3 separate regions of the Mus musculus genome follow, and all the other regions are linked to region 2. Evidence: chromatin contacts called from public Hi-C and promoter capture Hi-C data. All regions are on one chromosome and are shown on one strand. Each heading gives the region's core, a stretch centred on a gene start, on an enhancer-like site or on the middle of the called end of the contact. The rest is flanking DNA. Distances are from core to core; before and after follow the strand shown.

The links. Promoter capture Hi-C pulls out the DNA fragments that hold promoters and counts their contacts. A called contact is a pair of places that touch in the nucleus more often than the background predicts.
Region 1: a contact with region 2 is called in a Hi-C map of the N1E-115 cell line, with 4 times the contacts expected there. The contact joins the enhancer-like site here to the promoter of Cox7a2 in region 2. A contact is called at or near these places in 8 of 39 promoter capture datasets (the C10 cell line, the HPC-7 cell line, cranial neural crest and 3 more), 1 of 15 datasets of contacts at CTCF or cohesin (CD8 T cells), 4 of 484 Hi-C or Micro-C datasets (B cells, the N1E-115 cell line, cochlea and 1 more), 24 of 115 datasets of contacts at active chromatin or transcription factors (the 230-238 cell line, DN3 thymocytes, acute myeloid leukemia and 14 more) and 4 of 9 other capture datasets (adipose tissue, liver, macrophages and 1 more).
Region 3: a contact with region 2 is called in a promoter capture Hi-C map of erythroid cells, with 22 times the contacts expected there. The contact joins the enhancer-like site here to the promoter of Cox7a2 in region 2. A contact is called at or near these places in 5 of 39 promoter capture datasets (the C10 cell line, erythroid cells, hematopoietic stem and progenitor cells and 2 more), 1 of 484 Hi-C or Micro-C datasets (B cells), 5 of 115 datasets of contacts at active chromatin or transcription factors (bone marrow-derived macrophages, cardiomyocytes, craniofacial prominence and 2 more) and 3 of 9 other capture datasets (adipose tissue, liver and macrophages).

What each region holds. Positions count from the first base shown.
Region 1 is chr9:80,021,608-80,024,344 of GRCm38.p6, forward strand. No RefSeq gene overlaps it. Among named protein-coding and RNA genes, the nearest start is that of Senp6, 44 kb to the right of the region's middle. Within about 2 kb of position 1,319, at least 17 of the 459 cell types and tissues checked have an H3K27ac peak or open chromatin away from gene starts, as enhancers often do. A contact at or near this core is called in the N1E-115 cell line, where this site is marked.
Region 2 is chr9:79,758,488-79,761,683 of GRCm38.p6, forward strand. Cox7a2 (cytochrome c oxidase subunit 7A2) reads right to left here and starts at 1,366. Exons shown (of 4, transcript NM_009945.3): 1 at 1,153-1,366; 2 at 3-92. The coding sequence starts at 1,170. It also overlaps the pseudogene Gm51685.
Region 3 is chr9:80,079,611-80,082,554 of GRCm38.p6, forward strand. The region is part of intron 1 of Senp6 (SUMO/sentrin specific peptidase 6); the gene reads left to right. Among named protein-coding and RNA genes, the nearest start is that of Senp6, 14 kb to the left of the region's middle. Within about 2 kb of position 1,556, at least 118 of the 459 cell types and tissues checked have an H3K27ac peak or open chromatin away from gene starts, as enhancers often do. A contact at or near this core is called in B cells, bone marrow-derived macrophages, erythroid cells and 1 more, where this site is marked.

The DNA.
Region 1 (2,737 bases), core at 69-2,568, 260 kb after region 2:
GCCCATCCCCACCTGACACAGCAAAGGCATGGAGCCCTTCAACACTCAGATTAGCTTAAGCTCACCCACTGTGATGATCCCCTTTCTCTCACATCATCAGTCTCCATTCTTAGCTGCCCAGATCTGTCCACCATGCTTCAGGTGCAGCTTCTATGCCCACACTTCTTCAGGAATCATCCCCCCACCCCACCCCCACCCCCGACAGCTTGCACTCCAGGAAGCATTTGGCATGCCTTCTACCACTGATGATTCAGCATCTCTGGGCTCTGGGTGTGGGTGTGGGCTGTTGAGAGGCCTGCAGAAACTGCAAGTGCCCAAATCTAATTATTTCTTGTTTTTTTCTTTTTGGTTTTTTGGGTTTTTTTTGTTTGGTTGGGGTTGTTTGTTTGTTTGTTTTGTTTTGTTTGAGACAGAGTTTCTCTGTATATCCCTGGCTATCCTGGAACTCACTTTGTAGACCAGGCTGGCCTCAAACTAAGAAATCCGTCTGCCTCTGCCTCCCAAATGCTGGGATTAAAGGTATGTGCCACCATCATCCGGCTCTAATTATTTCTGAAAACTTTAATTAATATAACTGAAAGAATAAATCTTGGGACTTTATCTGGGAACCTTCAAGTCTAGTATATAGTAGCCTCAAAGAGACGCTAGAATTTATCTTTCTGCGTAGTACAGTGTGCATGTGGACATCCATGCATGTGACTGCAGGTGTGTGAGCACCACGGTGTGCAGTGGAGTTCAGAGGACAGACTCTCTTTGCTCTTCTGCTGCAGGCTGGCTTGTGAGCTTCCAGGATTCTCTTGTGTCTATCCCCCCAGTTCATCACATGAGCACAGAAATTACAGCGTCAGGCCATTGTACTTGGCTTTGCATGGACCTGGGAACTTGAACTCTGGCCCTAATGCTTGCTCAGAAAGCACTTTACCCACTATGCCATCTCCTTAGCCCGATAATTTTGTTTTTCTTTTATTGAGCAAAAGTCAATAGATGTCAGGAAAAGTCTGGGTTCTTGGTTAGGACTGAATAACAGCAGAGCAGGGAGCACAAGAAGCTGCAAGTCAATGCTTGGCCGGCTATTTAATCAATGACAGTGAAGAATTTTAAAATAGACACCAAATAACATGACCGTACCAAAGCTTCCCCTCTTAGTAAATGAAGAGTGTGGTTTTCTATTTTTAAAAGGACATATAAAATCAATATAAATTACAGAAAACTAGAAAAAGAATCTGTAAAAACTTAGAAGCTGGGCATAGTGGCACTCACAGATCTACAGTCCCAGCACGCGGGAGGAAGATCAGTTCAAGGTCACCTCTGTTACATGGTGAGTCCGAGCCAGCCTAGGCCACAAGGGCATAGCTGGGAGGTCTGGCTGTTTAGAGTGTGTCTGTCTCCAGGCCCTTCGTCTCCCTCTCACCCTATTCTCACCGTCCAGGAGGGGCAGCTTGGCTGGCCACAGCCAGCAGGCCAGCTTTGCTCTGCACTCTGCATTGCAAGGACACACACAGCCAAAATAAAGCACAGATGATGACTCTGGGAAAACAGAGATCGCGAGATAAAGGGAGAAAGTCTGCTCTCCAGGCAGATTGCACAGAACAGAAGGATAAAGCGCTGTCATTATTTTTCAGTGCTGGGGGTTGTGCCCAGGGCTTTGCACATATTATACAAGCTAGGCAAGCACATGCTCTGCCCTTTTGTGTTTTGTTGTTATTGCTAGTATCTTGCTTAGAATAGTCTTGAATTCATGATATAGCTCTGGTCTGTCTTACTTTTGATTCTCTTGTTTCGGCCCCCTAAGCTTCCGTTATTAAGCATGTTCCTGGATGTAACACTTCATAAGGTAGATGAAGGCTCCAATCAGCAAGTCAGTGGGGTTGGGGGCTGGGGGTTGGGTAAGTCCATCAAAACTCAGCAGTCTGCCAATGTGTTAAACTGTTGTGTGCATTCTTTCCAGATTGGTGTGCCAGAACCAAATCCACTCCCAAAGTTCCGCATCCTAGAATAAACACTTCAGAATTGGTTGCCTTTTATACTCCCGCTCTTCAGAAATTTGTGATGAAATTCTTAGGCCCTTCATGGTATGTAGTACTATATAAATTCAGACAGTAGTTTGACACTAAAGCTCTAGGTTCAGTTATTTGTTTGTTTTACCAAAATATAAGAGATTTACAAAGCTTTAAAGCAAGCAGTTCACATAGTATTTTTTTGACATGGGCTCGCCCTGGGTCCCTGGCTGGCTCAGAACTGATGATGTAACCAGGCTATCCCTGCACTCAGAGAGACCTCCACCTGAGCTTCCCCAGCACTGGGATTAAAGACATGCGCCACGATTCCCAATACATTTCACATAATTTTAATGTTTTCATTATTTTACTGCGTGGGGTCTGGACAGGGGCTTCACATACATGCTACAGTGAGTATGTGAAGGTCAGGTGTCCACTTTTAGAAATTGGTTCTCTCTTTCCACAGTGGCTTCCAGGAACTGAACTGTAGTTGTCAGATTTGTTGCAGCAAGCATGGGGTTTTTTTTGTTGTTTTTGTTTGGTTTGGGTTGTTTTTGGTTTTGTTTGTTTGTTTTAACCTATTGAGCCATCCAATAGTGTGTGTGTGTGTGTGTGTGTGTGTGTATATATATATATATATATATATATATATATATATATATATATATATAGTTATATAGTTATATAATTACATAGTTACATAGTTATATAGTTATATCGTGTTATATATAATTATATAT
Region 2 (3,196 bases), core at 116-2,615:
ACCTGAAACAGCTTTTGTTTCTCTGGAACCTTGTTTTCAAAATGCCTTCGTGAAGTGGTGCTGATGGTCCTCTGGGCAATCTGACGAAGGGCCTGAAACAGAAAATTCACATGCATCGAACAAGACCTAAGAGTCCAAAGAAACCTGTAAAGGCAACTTCCAACCCTTCACACTGAAAGGAAGCTGAGATTTAAAGCATTATCGAACTTGTCAGTACTATCCAAGACTAGCATCCAGATTTTCTACATGTTGTCTATTCTCTGCTCTGTGCTTCATGTTACATATCATAGTCTTCAGAAACCATGACCTATATATAACCTGTGCCTGAAATTAATCAGTAGTATTTTATAGAACAAAACATGCTGATATACAGAAAAATAAATGATATAGACATCTTATAAGTTCTAACATTTTCATTTAATATTTGCCTATGTCAAAAATCTATTCCTGGCAGGGTAGTGGAGGCTCAAGACTTTAATCGCAGCACTAGGGAGGCAGAGGCCATGCTAGTCTACAGATTTAGTTCCAGGATAGCCAAGGCACTGAAAAATTACTTTGCAGTGGAGGGCACATGCTAGAACACTCCTGGACATCTAAGAAAAATGTAATTGGTGTTAAGTCTTAATTGTGTTAAACGATTACAAAATAAAATCAAAACACACCTTTTTAAATTTTGGAGAAATATTCACCAAGTGTTAAAGGTAATTCTGAATCGTCATTACACTTCAATCATGAAACCCATTAAATCCCAACTAAAACTGTACAATTTAGTTCTTTGGCTTACTTCTTTGAATCAGGTAAAATTTTATCTTTTCACTATGATACAAAACAAAATGACAACAAAAAGCCACCTTCCACCTAGGTTTTCCAGGTGTCCAAGATCCCCCCACTGGAGCCTACGTCAGAGCTACAGTCATAGCCATAAGCAACGGTAAGCTGTAGTGACCAAGAACCAAATGCGATCCTGCTCTTCCCTCTACGACTACCCAGAAACAGCCAGGGGCGAGTGGACGGAAGGTCAGGGAAAAGGACGCGCGGCCAAGGTGACTCCGGCTGCTGTCTTCTGCCACATTTCCAGCACGCCTTTCTGTCAGGATGCCTGACCCTCCGCCCCGACACTCCAGTACCAGCCAAACCCCCAAAGCTACCTACCAGCAGATTCCGCAACATCTTGGCTCGGTTGTTACCCACCAACCGCGACTACTGAACGCCAAAAATCGAAAGCCACCAGACCGGAAACGGAACTCCCTCCTAGCGCTGCGCGCGCGTCGAGCAAGAGGGCTCGTTCCGGGAAGAGGAGGGGCTCGCGCTCCCGACCATAGAGAGCGGAAGGCGAGCCAGAGCGACTTCTCGCAGCGGCCCGTCTAGCCTCCGGACCTCCGAAGCTATCCTTACCACTTGGCTCCGCCCTGCCGCGCCTGCCGCCGGACCCAGAATCACAATGGAAAGCAAACGCCACCCGCAATGGAGAGGCGTGAAGTCTTGCAGCCCTCTTCATACGCTCTGGTGAAGTCAGTGGACAACCAGACTACCCGGAAAGTAGCTTGTCTTGTGAGAAGGCTTTGAGCCATTGTTTACAGTCTGAAGGAACAATGGATGTCAAAGCTACGTCGTACAAGCTTAAATATTCAAAAGCTCCTCTTAATACGGATAGAGTCCAGTTTTAGGGTTTGTCTTCCACAGATGAAAGTGGGAGGCGTTAGTCTTTGTGCTGAGATCATATAGGAACGACCGATGTTGGCATCCACAGGTATGCCAACCTGTGGATCTTCTGCTAAACTCCTTGTGCTGGAAGCTCTTCCTGTGTCCCCAGACTGGAACTGGCTGACTTCGTTATTGAGTCTGGGAAAACGCTGAAAAGAGGGGAATACATTTTTAAATCCACGTTCAACACAAATATCGACTGTGTCGTGCTTTCTCAGATCCGCAGCACATTTCACTCCTGGATGGAGCTGTCAGAAGTGCGCGTATTTTACAGATAGGCTGTTAGCATTTTGCATCAGTCTTGCATAACTATTCCTCCTTACAACTGCCTTTATTCTTCTGCACACTAATGTACAAGTAAAAATAATCTACTCAACAATACAAATGTCTTTCCACCCTTTTGCAAACTCAGAAACGACTTCATTGCCATTTCAGGTAAAAGCTAATGATAAACGGGTTCCACAGTGTTGCGTGAATAAAAACTGGTAATGCTTAATTCCTTCAAATCTTGGGGTACTTTTTTCTTCATAACCTACTGTACCCCCAACACAGTCTAAATTTTCTTCCTTACCAAGTTTATAAACACCCATTATAACTGACTTTTTTTCTACCACCTCTTAATTATTCAATGTACCATCGAGCATAATTACCAACAGCTGGGGATGGGGAGTTTTGTTTTTTTTTTTTTTTTGTTTTGTTTTTTACATTTATTGTCTGTAATTGGAATTCGTTAAAGTTTGTGCTGCTGTCGCTGTTTCACCACAGGATATAAGTTTTCCCAGAACCGACTGTATACTTACCATTCCCCTAACACTAATAAAAATGGGCCTACTAGGGGGGCTGGTGAGATGGCTCAACGGGTAAGAGCGCTGACTGCTCTTCTGAAGGTCCTAAGTTCAAATCCCAGCAACCACATGGTGGCTCACAACCACCCATAATGAGATCTGATTACCTCTTCTGGTGTGTCTGAAGTCAGCTACTTACATATAATAATAAGTAAATCTTAGAAAAAAATAGGCCTACTAACCAACACTAAGTGCATACTGTTTGACATTCCTAGGAATAGTGACTGTCCAAGAAGAACCAAGAGTTTACATTAAAACTACCTATAACAGCGTTGTCACTTAGGGCAGTACAATTTTCTCTTTACTGGACCACTCCATCTACAGACACATTCCATTTTAAAAAGGAAAGGACACATATGAAACAAAACAGTGTTTCTATCCCATTCTCTCCAGAATAAAAGCAGACTTCTGCAACTTGTGTGCCCCTCCTTTTGTGTTAGTCTTTTCCAAAATCACTTCTTAGGCAAGCTTCTGCATTATCAGCCACGGATATCACAGGTGCTCATTCCCCCAGAGTACATTTTAATTTGGAAATAAACTATCAAGGCAAAGGGAGCAACATGAGTGTGGAATGCGAGCCTTTTAAGGAGGTTTCCACACACCACTCTCCTAAGAGTCCTCTTGCACGTTGATCCTTAGTTTCTGCT
Region 3 (2,944 bases), core at 306-2,805, 320 kb after region 2:
GTTTATGTATCTGTTGTTCTGTATGGATCCTATATTCTGGAGAATAGCCTTTGGTTGAATTTTGTTTTTGTTGTTTTGTTTTTTTCCAGACAGTGTTTTTCTGTGTATCCCTTGCTGTCCTGGAACTCACTCTGTAGATCAGGCTGGTCTCATACCCAGAAACCCGCCTGCCTCTGCCTCCCAAGAGCTGGGATTAAAGGCGTGCACTACCACTGCCCGGCCTGGTTGGATTTTTTAGATGGAAAATAACCCATTAAAACAATTAGTTTTAATAATTTTTTTATTTTTTGAGATTATAATCACATCATTTCCCCCCTCCAAACTATCCCATAAACCTCCTTTGCCCTCCTTCGGATTCAACTAAATTACTTCCTGCCTGTCTTAGGGTTTCCGTTGCTGTGCAGAGACACCATGACCGAGGCAACTCTTCTGAAGGACAATTTTCAATTGGTGCTTGCTTAAACAGTTTCAGTGGTTTGTCCATTATCGTCATGGGAGGAAGCATGGCAGCATCCAGGCAAATGTGGTGTTGGAGGAGCTGAGTGTTCTGCATCTTGATCAGAAGGCAGCTAGGAGGAGACTTTCTCTTCAGCCCCCAGCAAAGCTTGATATCAAACCCCACTCCCACTATGATAGACTTCTTTCAACAAGGCTACACCTTCTAATAGTGTCACTTCCCATGGGCCAAGCATATTCAAACCTCCACACTACCTATCATTAAGATTTTATCTTTTGCTTCTTTAAAAATTTTAAGAGTGTGTGTGTATAACAGAAGAGGATATTGGGTCCCCTGAAGTTACTGGTGGTTATGAGCCAGCTGATGTGGGTGCTAGGAACTAAATTCAAATCCTTTAGAAGAGCAGCAAATAGCAAATATTCTTTACCCATTGAGCAATCTCTCCAGTCCCCTTTTGCTACTTTTGTTGCATCTTTTATCCACTATTATCTTGTCCTTACAACATTGTCATTTTGGTGGAGAATATAGACGAAGAAAATGTATGTATTGAGCTGGAGGAATAGCTTAGTGGTAGAATACTTGCCAAGCATGCATAAGGCATAGGTTTGATTCCCACTACTGGAAGAAACTGTTTAATTTCTTAAATAATTTTGTTAATTAATGGAAATCTTTCCTTAACCTTTTTAACCATAATTTCACTGGAGTACAGTGGCTATATTGTTCTACTGATAATTATCAGTGTTATTTATAGCTGTATGTTGACATGTAAATACTCAGGGACTTTTGAGGATTTTAAGATTCTGCTTAGCATGCAGCAAGCATTGTGTTACATCCTTAGCACCACAAAAGCTGTACACATTGATGCATATCTGTGATTCCAGCACTCTAGAGGTAGAGATGATATGGTCAGAAAAAGATCAAGATGGTTCACAGCTACCTAGGCAGTGTAAAGTAGCATAGGCTACAACTAGACCCTGTCAAAGAAAGAGAGAAGAGTGGGGAGGGAAGGAAAGGGAAGGGAATAGAGAGAAGCACTTTAAAGAAGGGCTTATTTTGTCTTACAGTCTGGGAGATTTCATCATGTTCAGGAAGCAGTGAGAGCAGGAAGTGGGGCTTGGCTATGTAACCTCAAGACCTGCCCCAGTGACCTACTTCCTCCAGCAGTATGCTGCCTCCTAATGATTCTTTAGCCTTTCCAAACAGTGCCAAAGAGCTAGGAATCAAGTATTCAAACATATGAACCTATGGGGGACGTTTTCATTCAGATCATAAAAGTTTACCCCAGGCTTCCATAGGCTTATAGCTCTCGTGATGTACAGTGCAATGCCCACATAGTCATTAACAGTTCCCGATACCATACAATAGTATATACTAAGTCTCTTCTGATATTCAGGTAACAAACCCTGTATCTGTGAACCCCCCCCCATATAGTTTTTATTTTAAGTTACATACTTCCAACATAGAATGGCACAGAATAAACATTTCTATTCCAAAATGGAGATGTGGGTGTATACCAAGGAAAAGTCAGATTAGAGCAAGACTGAAATCTAGCAGGGTAAACTCCAAATCCTGCAGTTCCATGTCCTGCTTCTATAACTAGTGGTAGTATCAGCTGGCTTCTAAATAGCCCCATCTCTACCTATCTCCTGCACACAGCAGACATAACCCCTCTGTAGCCAGCTCTGTTCCTTACCCACAGCTTTTGGTTGGTGGATGTTGATGGTCCTGACATCTGCAATATTCTTTGGTCTCCACTGCAACCTAGGCATCACTTTCACAGCTTCCCCCAGGGGCCAGGTCTCTGATACTCCCTCACATTGTGTGGGTTTTGTGGCTCTCTGGAACCATGGACGTAGACTCCATGACCCACTCAATCTTGAATCTTTGAAAGCATGCCTGAAAAACTACTGGGTGAACAGAACATGGACAATGTCAAGTTCTGTTGCCAGCTTCAGATGGCCTCTTGCCCCTTTGGACCACAGTTATGTCAGCCTCTGTATGCTTTCCAGGCTGACTCTAGCGAAACACTTCCCTAGGTGGTAGGCCTCCTTTGAGCTGTGCTCTGAGTTCAGGCTATAGGGTAAGTTTTGAGATTTTACAATGTGAGACTTTGGTGGCTGAGATCTTGTACTCGGGGCCTTTCCTGTTGTCTCATGCCGAGCAAGAGGTTTCCTTTGAGCACTCGCAGCCACCAGTCACCTTTCAGTATTGACTCCATATTTAAACTTACACATATTCCTTTCTTTGACAAACTGACAAGGAGGAAGATAATGGAGGAGAGAAAGACAGACACAGAAACTGACTGACTGAATACTCAAGATACAATCCACAAACCACATGAAACTCAAGAAGAAGGAAGACCAAAGTGTGGTTACTTTAATCCTTCTTAGAAGGGGAAACAAAATATCCATGGGAGGAGTTACAGAGACAAAGTATAGAGCAGAGACTGAAGGAAAGACCATCCAGAGACTGCCCCACCTGGGGATC